Regions from separate parts of the Mus musculus genome. Here region 2 is linked to region 1. A link is a contact called in public promoter capture Hi-C data. All regions are on one chromosome and are shown on one strand. Each heading gives the region's core, a stretch centred on a gene start, on an enhancer-like site or on the middle of the called end of the contact. The rest is flanking DNA. Distances are from core to core; before and after follow the strand shown. Region 1 holds the start of Rap1gapos (RAP1 GTPase activating protein, opposite strand). Region 2 holds the start of Alpl (alkaline phosphatase, liver/bone/kidney).

Region 1 (7,087 bases), core at 1,431-3,930:
GCGAAGAGCCTCCCGCCCTTCCTCTCCCAGAGTGCACAGCCCTTCCTACCTGCTTTGCTCGCCGACTCTCAAAGGACTCTTCTGCCCCAAGACTCCAAATCTCCTAACCTGGGGCTCTCCCTGACCTCAGACTCTCTTTCTCTTCTAGGAGGAGTGATGGGCAGAAGCAGAGTTTCCCTCAGGCACTAAACCTGTTACTGGTGGACTCAGTTCCCTCCCACCCTGCTTCACCCTACCCTAAGGTAAGTGACCCCTAACTTATGACCCCGGTCTGCCCCCCCCACCATGCCAGGGCTAGGAGATGCCTACATGTAACTATTGGGAAGATGTAAAATGTTTAGGTCGATGCCCTTGGGGCTTAGTCCCCAAAAGGACACCACTCCTGGCTGTTGGGTGGCCTGTGTTGTCTCCGAGAATTGAACCAGGATCTGTATAAATGCTAAGCATGGGACTTAGAGATAAACCACTAAGGTCGATGGCTCCTTGGCCTCCTCTTCCGTATCACCACGGCCACAGCTGTCCCCACTAGAGTCCAGATGTGATAATAGCCCCTGCCTACCAGACCACACGCACCAGGATTCCATGAAAGGTATCTCTCTCCAGTAGCCCAGGCAGGTTCTGGCTCCAAGTCCTGTGGTGAAAACCTTTCTGTTGCTATCAACAGCCAAGGTTTGCCAGGTACTTACTTAGTACCAAACATAAAGGACACACACTCTGTCCCCGGAAGCCATGGTCAGTCCATGGGATGTATTACTCAGGAGCCTCTGCAGAATATCAGGGGCAAGTGGGGGGGGGGTGCAGCTGGTGATTCAGGAGGTTCATTCGGTTGGCATTGCATAACAGTGTCTGGCCTGTAGGGCTGCTCTGCCCCTTAGTGAATCACTCTGTGCTGTGGCCATTGTCATTCAAATGCAAGCCCAGAGATGCTGTTATTTGTCCAATGGGCTCCAGGCTAGAGACTGTGGGGCCAGGACTGGCTGATATGTTCTGGCTCCTGTGTGGCTTGTGAACTTTCCAGTACAGGGGAATGACCCCTTGCTATGGCACACCTTGCCACCTGACCCTTTCATCAACCTCAGGCAAGAGGGCATGTTCTCAACCAGGATCCAAATGTTCAGAGAGGTGAAGGGCTCTTCCCTAGGTTTGCCCAGTCAGGAAGGGTCCAGGCACCTCCCCCAGAGCTCTGCCCTACAGTAAGGACTGACACCTTTCCTAGGCCAGGAGGATGAAGGTCCAAGAAATGTCTTCTATGCATAGGACCTCCATCTCCATGGAGAACCCAAGCAAGGATGCTATCAGTAGCACAAGGGCTCCTGAGACCTCCTGCCTTCCCTGGAGGGCAACAGCCCTGGACAAGGCTACAGTAGTCCTCAGGAAACAGCCACTTGATGGCAGCCACTTGCTTGAACAGCTGGGTTTGAGAGTGAGGCTTCCCCCTGGCCATGGGACTGTTGTTTGTCCTGCCTGGGTTTTGGCCCTTCCATCTGGAGGGAAGGCTAATGTTGCAGATCCTCGGAGCCTGAGGCTCAGAGAGCCCAAGGTGGGCCCTTCAGTTACCAAGGAAGCCGCTATCCTTCAGCCTCCTGGCCTCCACCCAGTTGGCTCCCACTTTCCAATCATGCTAACGCAGCGCAGACAGTGAGCTTCAGACCGCCACAGCCCCACAGTGCACCCCTCCTCCAGACTAGGACCCATTCTGTGAACTGAAACCAGCTCCCAGAGTGACTCATTTGGATTTCCAGCAGGCTATTGGTGAGCTGAGGGAACCTGCCTGGGATACTCTCCAGTTTTCCTCAATACCCTATTCTGTTACATATTTACAATGATACTGGAACCAGTTTGAGGGGCATGTAACCTCCCTGTACCTAAGGGCAAGTCCCACCTCTAACATAGAGTAGACAGCTGCTGCTGCTACTGTTGCTCCTCCCCTCCTCTGCCTCCTCCTCCTCCTCCTTCTCTTTCTTCTTCTTCTTTAGTTTTTCAAGACAGGGTTTCCTTGTGTAATGCTGGCTGTCCTGGAACACACTCTGTAGACCAGGCTGGCCTTGGACTCACAAAGATCTACCTGCCTCTGTCTCCTGAGTTCTGGGACTAAAGGTGTGTGTCACCATTGCATGGCTGAGAGTGTCTTCTCTATTGACCTTGCCAGCTCGTCACTGGGCAGCGCCTTTGGAAGTGCTTTGGAAATAATCAGTATTACTGTGTCCCCAGAGCTGTGCAGGGGTTGTATTTTCTTTTCTTTGGGGAGCCACATTTAAATAGACACCGAGCTACCCTCTGCAGTACTCAGGGACTGTAAAATCTGCATACATGTGCATACTTGGCCTACCTATACCTAACCTGGGAGCCAGACCACATTCAGACAGACAGACAGACACAAGTACATATATCTATAGTGTATTCAGACTTGCTCATGAACACATAAAGGAGATAGAAAGTAAATACCCCCCCAGGCGTCCCTACCCACCCCTTCCTACCCACGGGTACTTCTATGCTACAGCAATGCAGTATGTCACGTAGAGCCACGACTAGCCTTGGAGACACACATGTACACAGATAAGGACCTAGACACATACGCAGGCGGCATCCACTCTACCTGGCCTACATATCGCCGGTGATTTGAGCAGCTTTGGCCTCCCCCAGGGCCACGGTAGGAAAAGATGCTCTTCTGGCTGCATTGTGTTGGGTACCCGGAAGTGTGCAGGCCTGGAAGTGGTTGCATAAATCAATATTTGCTGTTGTTAATTATTAAAGCCAAAGCTACTCGGTGTCTGGAATGCACATCTCTGGTGTTCCCGCTGGCTCTCTAGGTCTAAACCTGACCCTGGGCCAGGTCTGGGAGGGCAGGGAAAGTGCTGCCTGCCTTCCTTTCAGGAGCTCCCTGGCCCTGGGGACAGAGGGTAGTAGACAGCACTTCTGGGAAGCTGTAGGAGATCTGCCCCCCGCCCCTAGCTGGAGGACAGTCCTGCCCCTAGAGCATCCAGACTTCTCCAGCATCTGTCTTGGGGTCTGTCCCTGCTGCAGACTGGCTGCACCAGCCTAAGACACAAGGACTTCAGGGTCAAGTTGGGGGTGGGGGGTGTCGTTTCAGAAGCCTTGTAATTTACAGATGGTAAACTGAGCCAATGGAGGTGCCAGAGACTCTGCAGCTTCAGACTCTTCCAGGGATCCCGGGGTTTTCTAGCAAAAAAAGCTATTGCACCTCTTGGAATATGATTTTCTAGTGAAGACATTTGTACCTCCTTGGTTATGGCGATCTGGTGAGACACGCAAAGGGTCCAGCAAAGAAAGTGCTTAAGCACCATCTCCAGTACTCCTGCATTCCCTGGGCACAGCTGTCCCAAGAACCTTGTCCTTGAAGCCCAGAGGCAGGGTCTCCAGTCTGGGAAGACACAGCTGCTCACAGAAGTGCCTGAGGCTTCCCGCGCGCAGGCGCAGTGTCCTGGGCCCCTTGCCCGGCCGCCCCGCGAGTGGGCGTGGTGGCCTTCCGCCCCGCCCCTCCTCCGCGCCTCCCGCACCTGGCGCCCCGCCCCCTCGGGCCCGGCAGCAGGGTGAGCCCAGAGAAGGCAGAGCGGCGGCGGGCGGGACAGGAGCGCAGAGCTCGGGCTACGGGGCCCCGGGCCGGGCCGGCTTACAGCGCCGCCGGGGCTGGGGCTCGGGATGGCGCAGCCGCGGCCCCCAGCGCCCCATGGCCGTCCGCGGAGGGGCTCGTTGCCGGCGGGGGCCGGCTGGCAGGTGAGGACCCTGGCAGGGGCGGCCTGGCCGACTGGGGACCCAGGGCCATCAGTCAGCCTTACTACCCAGAGTCTGGCAGTCTGTGCCTGAACCCCGTCACGGTGGGTGTGTATGTTTTTGGACTGACACCCGAACTACACGGAGCACCCTAGTGTTTTCCAAAGCTGCCCCTGGGTCAGACGTAGGGACACTGTGGCCATGGGCTGCAGTGACACTGGGTGTGTGTTTAACTGTTGTTGGGACTGCCTGCTGCCTTTTCCACACAGATGGAGCGATATCATAGGGTGACTCTGGTGGCTCTTCCCCAGGTGGGATGCCCGGCTTCTGGCCACACCACTCCCAGCCTTCCTTTGCCATGTGTCAGGGCGTCTGCTGTTGCCTGTGGGGCTGTAACTGTGGGTGTTACTTGATGCTCTGTGTGCACACTCTGGGTGACAGTGCCATGTGTCAGTGTTTATGTGGTTGTGATTCTGGTGCAGCCATGTGTGGTGTTTCGTTGTGGCTGGCTGTTTGGTCACCTTAAGTAGGACCTCCTCTTTTCCTCAGCCCTTTGCTGGGTCTCTTTAGGTCAGAGACTATCTGGCTGACCCTGAAAGGATGGTGGCACTGTTGTGACATTGTCACGTTGACAGGTGTGTTTGTCCTTCCTGGACAATAGGTGTGTGTCTATGCTATCTGCCAAACTGTCATTGCTATCTGCTCTTCTAATCTCAGAGGTGTTGGGTGTGGCCACAGGTGCCCATGGCTCAGGGGCTCCTGGGTACTACTGAAGTGGACTTTACAGGTTGGATCTTGTTTTGTAGGTAGGCTTCAGAGTGTATGCACAAGGGCTTAGGTTTTGTGACTTCATACTGTGCATATGTGGTGATGGGTGGTGATGCTCAGGATCCCATGGGGTTTAACAACCCTGGCAGTTGCCTGATTCCTCTTCCTTTGCTCGGAACTCTTGTCTACAATATGGGATGCTGGCTTGGGTTTGTTGCACCGCATGCTTTGATCCTGGCAGTGACGCCTGGGACTCTGCATCTGTTTCCCTGAGCACCTGGCTGAGCCTGCACGTGCCGGTGCTCTCCTGGTCTCAGCCAGGAGAATGCCTGTGTCTGTGTGCAGTTACTGGGGTGCAGGCCTGCACCGGTGTGTGCACAAGTGTGAATATCAGGTACATGGACTTGAGTATGTGTTGTGTGTAACTCAGAACACCAACATGTGTATGTGTGTGTTAGGCAATGTCTCCAAGAATTACTGTGCATAGACTCCATATGGATTTCTGTATGCATCTCTGTGTGTGTTTCTTGATACACAAAAGGTATGCCTGGTGCCATGTTCAAATCATGGTGTGGAGGCCTGTGTGTGCGTCTCACAGACAGAGAGTATGTTTCCTGGATTCACAACCTTAGCACATGTGTGTGAGCCCAGATGGCCCCTCCAGGGCAGCAGGAACCACCTGAGTTGAACCTTGGAAGGGCTGGAGGAAAGGCTGTCCTGGAGACTCTGGGGGCTTCCCAGGCCCGGCCCCCAATCGGCCAGCCTCCATCCGGTAGGGATGCTGCCTTCCAGGAAGACTCAGAAGGGAGTTGGCGCTGGAGAGGCCCGTGCTGCCAGACGATGTGTTAACCCTGTGTGTGTCCTCATTGGCCTTGGACAGGCTGGCTTATGCATTGGGGGCCAGGAGGGGGTGCATGTGAGACCATGTGCAGGTGAAGGGACAATAGCAATCTAGCATCTCTCCCCAAAGAGTCCCCAGCCTCCAATGTTTGTGGGGAGAGCTGTCTGTCTGACCAGGGCATCGGTGAACTGGCTGCCGTCATGGGTGATAGTGGAACCACAGACCCCCCCCCCCCCTACATGCCTGGTAGGGCTTGGCTCTAGGGCTGGGTCTGGTGGGCTCTCGGGGGGCTCTATATGCCAATCTCAGAGCTGATATCATTGCATTGGGGGAGAGGAAGGTATCTCTTCCCCTAGACTAACAACAGCCTCCTCCTTCCAGAAAGCAAACTGAGTTGGGGCATCTGCCAGAGATCCAGGCTCTGGGCTCACATCAGTAGGCAAATGGCCAAACTCTGGAGGGTCAGTTGTACAAAGCCCCTCCCACAGAGTCTTGGTTGCACCCTCTTGGTACCTCATGAGAGGATCAGGCAAGCTGGGGTGGTTAGAGCCCGTGCCGGGCTCGACAGAGTGAGCCGTGCTTCCCTCGGGTCTGACCTTGCTCTCCCGTCTCTGTTGCAGAACACAGATCTGTTTGAGATGATTGAAAAGATGCAGGTAAGGATGGGCCAGGGAGCCCCAGAACCAAACTGCCTAGTCTAAAGGTGGATGTCCCCTCTGCAGAGCCTTGAAGGACTAGTTGTTAGGCACCTGCCTCCTCTCTAACTATGAACTCTTCTGGGCTCCCAGGGTCCCCCAGCAGGCCATCCCCACATGTACATACCCACCCAGCTCATCAGAGTCCTGGTAGGCTCCTCTGCAGGAACCCCATGCAGAGTGGAGGAGGGGACAGATGGGTGCCGGGAGGTATTAATGAGCCAGGAAGCCTGCCTCCCAGCCCTGGCCTGTATGTGGCATGGGTGAATTCTCCCATGTATCTCTGGATGTATTAGCTCCTCACTACACACACACACACATACACACACACACACATACACACACACACACACACACACACACACACACACACACTCACACACACCACATGCCTGTGCACACCTCCCTGCCCCCACTCCCAGCTGCACGTTCATTCCCGCACAGAGCCCCCAGCCCCTCCCTGCTGCTGTACCTCCCTCAGTACATTTCGGAGAGGATGCAGAAGGCCCCAGGACCCGATCCAGCCAGCACCTTGTCCTGCAAGTGGCCCTCCATACATGAGCATCTCTCTTAGGGCTTTCCCCTTAGCCCGGGGAGGGCTCCTGGTGACAGGCATGGCGGAAGAGTAACAAACAGCAAACCTTCTCTCGCAGGGAAGCAGGATGGATGAACAGCGATGCTCCTTCCCGCCACCCCTCAAGGTAGGTAACCAGGCCAGACTGGGACTGACACCCTACTGGGCTGGGTAGGGTCTTGGAAGAGTATCTCACTGTGCGCCAATGTTGGGCCCTGGGTGAGCAGGGCAATTGGCCCTGGGGATTTGGCAGCATGTAGAACCTTTGCCCTAACCCCGGCAAGAATCTTCAAAGCCAGCACTTGCTGCTCTCCTGCACCATGCAGGCACCTGCCCCTCCAGGCCACCCAGTGCTAAAGCTGCAAAGGTGGCTGTCATCACATGGCTGTGTTTCCTCACTGGCCTGTGAGGCCTGCTCCACTCAGCTCTTGTCTGGGGCAAGACCAAGCACAGGTCCTCGGATAGCCACGTACCTCC
Region 2 (7,087 bases), core at 2,668-5,167, 90 kb after region 1:
TTTCAAGCCAGCCTGGGCTACATAAGATCCTGTTTCAAATAGATTAATTAATTAATTAATTAATTAATAGTAAATTAACAACATACTATGGAAGTAACACACTAACACAAGTCATGGCACTTGTGTGCGCACATGAGCGCGTGCGTGCGTGCCTGTGTGTGTGTGTGTGTGTGTGTGTGTGTGTGTGTGTGTGTGTGTGTGTGTGTGTGTGTGTAAGAGCCAGGAGGCTGAGCCTAAACAGCTATATGCCTCTGGGCAAGCTGTTTTCCCTCTCTGGGCCTCAAAGATACCAATGGACACAGCCAGGGTCTGAGCCTGGCCAGTCTTCAATTCTAGGCATCTCTGAGGTCTCCTCTTCAGCCAGCAGTTTGTGGCCTCTGATGACTATAAAGCAATAATAATAATACTGGGTGAGCAAGTCCACACCAGCCAGGAAAGAACACCACAGTTTTTAGAGAAACCCGACTCTTGGTTACTGGAATTCAAAAGGGGCAATGGTAATAACATGGGGGGGGGTGTAGTTTAACCACCATCCTCCAGTTAAACAAAAACACATCTGCTTTAACTTCATCTTCTCCCCCAGCCTCTACCCTCAGCTCAAATTTTACCCCTTCATTGGAGACGTTAAATCAAATGCAAACAATTGATTTCATGCCACAGCGAGGCTGGGGTTTGAAGCATGGAAAACTTTAGGCCTGGGTTTTTTTCTGGGAGCAATTACAAAATGTTGGTGGAGAGGGGGAATGAGAAGGCAGATAAATATAGAGAGAGAGCACTCTGGCATGTTCTTTGGACATGGAGCATCAATAATGATGCTGGAGACGATTATGAGCTGTCATTCAAGAGAGGGAAGGCATTTTGTTTCCTGTCACAGAGCTGACAATTGGAACCAAAGCACTGGCTGTCCTGGAACTCACTCTGTAGACCAGGCTGGCCTCAAACTCAAAGATCCGCCTGCCTCTGCCTCCCAAGTGCTGAGATTAAAGGCGTGCACCACCACTGCCTGGTTTAAGTTACTAACTCTTTAACAATCCATGTAGGTGGAGCCTAATGTTCATAGACTGCTTGTGATCTTGCTGGCCCTCTGCAACTGGTATCCATGTTTATTACCCCACATCACAGATGAGGAAACAGAAGAGAGGAAAGAAGCTTGTCTGGGGGGGGTCACACAGCAGGACAGATAATAAATTGTCAATCTACTGCCTCCCACTCTATTCTGAAGGTTAGAACAGCTACAGAAATATGAGGGGGGGGTGACAAAATAACAAACATACCACACAGCCCAGCCCTGGTGTGCCAATGTCGATGGGCTGTTGTGCTCCGAAGCTCAGTCAGCATTCCTGTGGCCACGTGGAGAATTCTGAGCCCAAGTTCTCAGCCCAGTCTGCTCCGCTACCCACAAGGCTCTCCTCAAGCTCCAGGGTTTTTGTGTTAATAGCCCAGTCAGATAGACTTCGCGCTGAGAACTTCAAACTCTACCCCTGGATTCCACATCCTGGATTCACCCCCATCTCTCCTGCCCCGAAGCCTGAAGCCCAGATATGCTCTGGCAGGGACATCACTGAACCTATCACAGAACCTAAACTTGTAGGTACTTGGGCCCAGCCCCAGATGCCCAAGTGGCTTGTAGATGTCCCAGGGCAGGTCACTGTCCCTTCAAGAGGTTTCTTCATATGCAAGAAAGGATAACATCTCCTGTCTGTGCAGGATAGAACAGGAAAGGACCTGGTGCTGGGCTTTGTGGGCAATGAGGTAGAGGTGGGTGGCAGGAGATTCCTGGGCTATTCCCAGCCGGGAGCTCCAGGCTCCCCTCCCAGGCTGTGTCCGGGAGGGAGGAGGACACCCAAGTGACAGTAAGGAAGGCTGAGTGCTTCCTCCCTGTCCAGCCCATCAAGGAATGGGCAGAGCCTGGGCAAAGGTGGTTGACAGGATCGCAGGGTTCAGAGGCAGTGACATAACCCTGTACACACTGATGCAATCTCTGCTGAGACTGGAGCTAGGGACAGCCACTGCTTTCTAAAGTATGTGAACCCGCTAAACATGTTGCAGGCTGTACAGCATGCTCCCCACCAATAGGGTCTACAGACCAAAGACTTCCAGCTCCTGTACGCCCTCAAGGAGAATCCCGAGCCACCGTGAGAGCAGAGCTGTGGCCAGATCACACAGTTTCACCCCATCTTGTTAGTACTATGTACTGGCTGCTCACTGTGACAACAGTGTGACATCTTGATCCCTTTTTTGGGGGAACTACGTCATCTTCATTCTACCATGTGACACTCAAATTTTCAAAGCCTGAAAAGAATTTATTATGCCAATGTTCGCCTCAATGAGTTGGGTGGGGGGAAGGGGTCGTTATTTACTGTTCCCTTCTCAGCACCTCGATCAGAGTTTAGCGCACAACTGATGCCTGGTAAGTATGTGTGGATCGAAGACACTCACTGTCTGGCCTATCGGGTCTTTTGATTCACTGTAGTCTTAACATATAGATGGGACCATCACTGACATGGCTGCGAACCAGCCCAGACCTGTCTCACTCCACCAGTAGGCTTCTGAGAAGCTGTGTTCTCCCCTAAGGGAACCAGAGACGGTTCAGGAATTGGAAAAGGAGGCAGAGACAGGAGACGGCCAGGGAGTGGGAGAGGAAAGAGCTGACTGGGGAGACCAGAGAGGCTTGGAGGGTGAAGGGCATACTGGGGGGGGGCTCTCCTTAATCTCCTGGGCTGTGGAGAATGGGCAACAGGGTTCAATGCCTAATGTCATTGCCTACATTGTCTAAAACTCTCTGTCCCTATTTGTAGTCTGTCAGGTGTCAGAGCAGTCCTTATCCAGCATTTAATAAACAGTTGCCCTAATTCTCAACCAGACTGAGAATCTGAGGCTGCCTGAGGGGGGGTCTTTGAATTCTTCTTGGAGCCAAACGTTCTTTCAGGCCTGAGAATAATCCCTCTGTTATATGTATGTGTGTGTGTGTGTGTGTGTGTGTGTGTGTGTGTGTGTGTGTGTGTGTGTGTGTGTATGATTTTGAGACCTAATCTTCCTAGAGTGTTAGAGTGGCCTCGAACTCACAGAGATCCTCAGCCTCCAGACTGCCAGCATCTCTCCAGAGTTGCCGCGCCAGCTTTCCTTTTTAATCAGGATTCACAGGCATACCCCAGAGTCCTTTGCAAGTCTTCCTTCCTCAGGCCCATTACGCGTTGAAAAGGATTACCATGGACAATGTGGGAGTAAGAATGAGGTTTTTTTCCTCCGTCTTGGGTCCTGCCGCTGTGACTGTGCCTTTAACCCTTTCTTACCCGCGCTGGGCAAGGCAGCAGCCCCACTCTCACCTGCACACAGCCTGGAACCGTTCACAGGCTCCTTCCGTTTCCTGGGCTCCCCCACTCTCAGACAGACACTAGCACGCGGTCTCCGATCTCTCCCGCCAAAGATCGCAGCACGTGCCTTCTTCCTGCTGCTCCCCAACTACTTTAGACACCAACGGGACAGAGTGCCAAGGGACCACGAAGGGCGCAGCTGTGGACTACGGAGGCGCGTGGGCACCGGGAGCAGGTGCTTAGCACGAGGGTGAGGTCCTGGGTAGCGGCTCAGCGGGCGCCACGTCCATCATCCTGCCAGGCCACAAGAGATGCGCGCGGAGTCCGGAGCGGGAGGTCGTGGGTCCCCAGGGAGCCTGACCTTCCACGTGTCCCCACCGTGGCTGGGACAGTCACTGCGGGACCGGCGGAGCGCGCGCGTGGGAGTCGCGCAAGCCACGGGCGCAGCATGCTTTCCTTACCTGCAGGCACTCGTGGGGAGGGTCTGTTCCGGCTCGCGAGCGGCAGCCCTAAGGAGCGCAGTGGCGGGAGCGTACTCTGGCGGCCACCTCCCCCGCCTGCTTATGAAGGCGGCCTGGCCGAGCACCCGCCGGCCTCCCCGCCCCCGGCCGCCCCGCCCCCGGCCCGCACCCCGAGCCCCAGGCGGGTGCCTCTGCGTTGCCAGGGCGCCCCCTGCCGGGAGCGCGGCGCTCGACCCGGCCCGTAGGGCTGCAACAGGCAGGGTAACCCGCCTTGCCTCTCTCTTTCCCTGCGGCTCATCCTGGCTTCAGGGTGCAGCTGGCTTGTCTTTAGGTTTGATTTCTCTGTAGGAGACTTTGTCCCTCGATGGTTGTCTTCCTGTGCCTGACCCTGCGCGTCTGTGAACCCACCTGGCTCCTTTTTTCTGTGCGTCTTTCTGCCTACACATCCTTGTCCGTCACCATGTGCACCTCTGAGCCTCACACCCTTACCCCTTTCCTATCCACTTTCTCTTTTGCCCTTAACTAAGTCAGTAGGAAGCAGAAGGAGACCCCTTGGACAGGGCCCTCCCTCCCTAATATCTGAAGAAACAGGGACTCAGGACATTCTGTCTGTCCCAGCCAGAAGCCCCAGGACCTGCCCGGGGCAGACCACTTCCCAGGCAGTGGAGCCAGACTGTCTAGGCCCACAGGCCTGCTCTGGTGACTTCGGGGGACTGGCCAAGGCTCTATAACCCGCAGACACTATCCCCTGGTTTTTCTTCCTTCACGTTATTGGGAGAGTTATAAGAGACCGAGTTTGGAACATGCACAGGAAACAAGGAAAGGCAACCGCTGGGTGCCAGTGGGCCTTATCCAGTTCCCCAAGGGCCACCACCTCCCTTCCCCTGAAAGCCAGTCTGGTTTTGAAGTCTCTGATTCGTTTCCTACTGTGAACTCCTGGAGGTAGGTTTGAATGCCACCACCATTTGAATACTTCCTCATTTCCTCCTAAGAGGAGGGTCTTATCATCGCTACTGAAGCTGACAAAACCCATCTGTACCTCTAATCCCCAACAGCCAGAGATTTGAAAGCAAAGATCAGGTTTCCCTGAACTCCATCTTCCTGGGCACCTAGGATTGATCACTTCTACCCTGAAGTTCCGTCTTAGGTCCAGGCATCTTCTATATGAGCTCTACTATTGAGCCCATTTTACAGGAGGAAAAGCAAGGCCCAGAGACAACATGTGACCTCATCGGTAAGTTCAGGGCCGGAACTGGAGCCTGATGCCAAAACCCAGGAATGCCTGGGTTTGTTTTCATTTGTTCTTGTATTTTAATAATTAATGCTGTTTATTTACAGCGGTGCTAGGAAATTTCCCTTGAGAAATAAGTTTATGTTTTTACAAAGTGAGACCAAGTATTGGGTAAATTACTCCTTATTTATGTATTTCATAGCAAGGTCATAATGGCAAAAGCCATTGGGGCGGTGAATAAATGAAACTTTGGTCATTTCCCGGCAGTCCTCGTCTGTAAGGAGCTGAGAGTTAAGACAGCAGTGAGCTCAGAACACAGCACTTGGCAATTACTTGCTAGCTAGCGCCAAAGGGCTCAAGATGACAAAAGGCTGGAGATTGTATCTGTGTGCCGAGGGACATCCGCATCATAAATGATCCCCCTTCCCAACATTGGCAGAGCTGAGAAGCTGAAGCAGCAGGCGCTGAAGGCTGAAGGGTCCTGTCTCTTACCACGGAGCCCCTCTCCTCTGCCCCCAACACCACACATGGAGAATGAGCAATTCTGGCTTGACTTATGGCTAGCCTGAGTCCATTGTGTCTTCATGGAGAATCGAAAGCACTCTCCAAGGGATCGGAGTGGCTGCTGATCTCCTTCTGCCACCTTCTTCGCTACACTTTCCCTGTTGTTGGTCTCTGACCCTCTAGAATTCAGTTGAAGAATTCAGCTCAGTGGTACAGCATTTGCCTATGTGCAGGAGACCCTGGGTCCCAGATTCAGCACAGAAGGAAGCAATCACCTGAGATGGTGTCTCCCAGCATCCCTTGCTTCCCTGATCTCTGGGTACCACTTTTGATGCAAGGAGGGGGGTCAGGCCTTCACATCAGGAGCCCAAACCCGCCCCCACCCCACCCCACCCCCTGCCCTAGCTCTGTCCTGGCTGGTTGGTAGGCTGACAAGGTACCTCTGGTTAAGCTGTTTGGTCCAGAACATTTGTAAATGGAGCCCAGATTCTGCAGGGCCAGGCCTGCTCAGCCGGTGGAAGCAGCCCCTTACATAGAACTCTCGCCGTCTTTTCTCCAGGGTACGATTCCGAGAAATAGGAAATGGCACCACCTGACCTCCAAGCTCCCGTGCCTGAGAGCTGTTCGTTCTTTCTCTTTGTCCATATTGACTTCATGCCATGAGCTCCCTGCTTGAAGTAAGGCCCAAGTTTCATAGTCACAGCTGGGTTGACTCACACACCTGTAATCCTAATATTCAGAGGGTTGAGGCAGGAGGATCACAAATCCAAGACCAAACAACTGCAGAGAGAGACCATATCTAAAAAAAAGGGGTCAGGGATACCAAGTAAGAGCCAGGGGTCCAGAAGCTTAGAGTAGGGACCTCAGTGGACAAGGACAAAGGAGAGGAGACAGCTGGGCCCCTGGGGGTAGGAAAGACATCTGAACTCTGGTAGGTGTTTAAAGGTGTGATTGTTATGTTTCAAGCAAAGCTCCGGTTTTGTGACTCCCGGGGCTCCCTCTGGCCCCACCTTCAACTCAGTATAAAAATGAACTTGGAGATTTGGATGGAGGGGCCTGCTGTATGGCTTCCTGAGTCCACACAGTGGGTCAGGCCGCCCAGAGCAGCCCTACATCCAGAATGGGGAGTAAAGTCCAGTAAAGTCCATCCTGAGCCGTCGGCTGAGGAACACTTCCTTTGTGCCTGTCAACCAGATGCAAAGCTCTTCTTCACAGTAAGCCTCATTTGGTAACCATGGAGGCAGACTCTCTAGCACCACTCTCCCCCTAACCCTCTCTTTAAGAGGAGGGTCTCACTGAAGATTGGTGACACACACCTTCAATCCCAGCACCTGGGGGGCAAAGGCAGGCAGATATTTGAGTTTGAAGCCAGCCTGGGAGAGAGAGAGATTGAGAATCATGTTGCCCAGGATAGCCTCAGACTGATATGTAGTCAAGGATAGTCCTTCTGCCTCCACTTCCTGCATTGCATGCTGGGATTGCACACGTGTGCTACCACATATGTGTATGTTCTGCTAGGGGTTGAGCCCAGGGCTTCATGTATGCTATGTGAGTACTCTACCCTCTGAGCTATATTT

Evidence for each region. Capture Hi-C pulls out chosen DNA fragments and counts their contacts.
Region 2: a contact with region 1 is called in a promoter capture Hi-C map of adipose tissue. The contact joins the promoter of Alpl here to the promoter of Rap1gapos in region 1. A contact is called at or near these places in 15 of 39 promoter capture datasets (the 3T3-L1 cell line, the C10 cell line, cranial neural crest and 9 more), 1 of 484 Hi-C or Micro-C datasets (nephron progenitors), 8 of 115 datasets of contacts at active chromatin or transcription factors (the 230-238 cell line, differentiating embryonic stem cells, embryonic stem cells and 1 more) and 4 of 9 other capture datasets (adipose tissue, liver, macrophages and 1 more).

The regions. Positions count from the first base shown.
Region 1 is chr4:137,703,926-137,711,012 of GRCm38.p6, forward strand. It overlaps Rap1gapos (RAP1 GTPase activating protein, opposite strand), which reads right to left and starts at 2,681. Exons shown (of 2, transcript NR_138594.1): 1 at 2,597-2,681. It overlaps Rap1gap (Rap1 GTPase-activating protein), which reads left to right and starts at 3,542. Exons shown (of 24, transcript NM_001379234.1): 1 at 3,542-3,735; 2 at 5,962-5,997; 3 at 6,690-6,737. The coding sequence starts at 3,661.
Region 2 is chr4:137,792,467-137,799,553 of GRCm38.p6, forward strand. It overlaps Alpl (alkaline phosphatase, liver/bone/kidney), which reads right to left and starts at 3,918. Exons shown (of 12, transcript NM_007431.3): 1 at 3,776-3,918.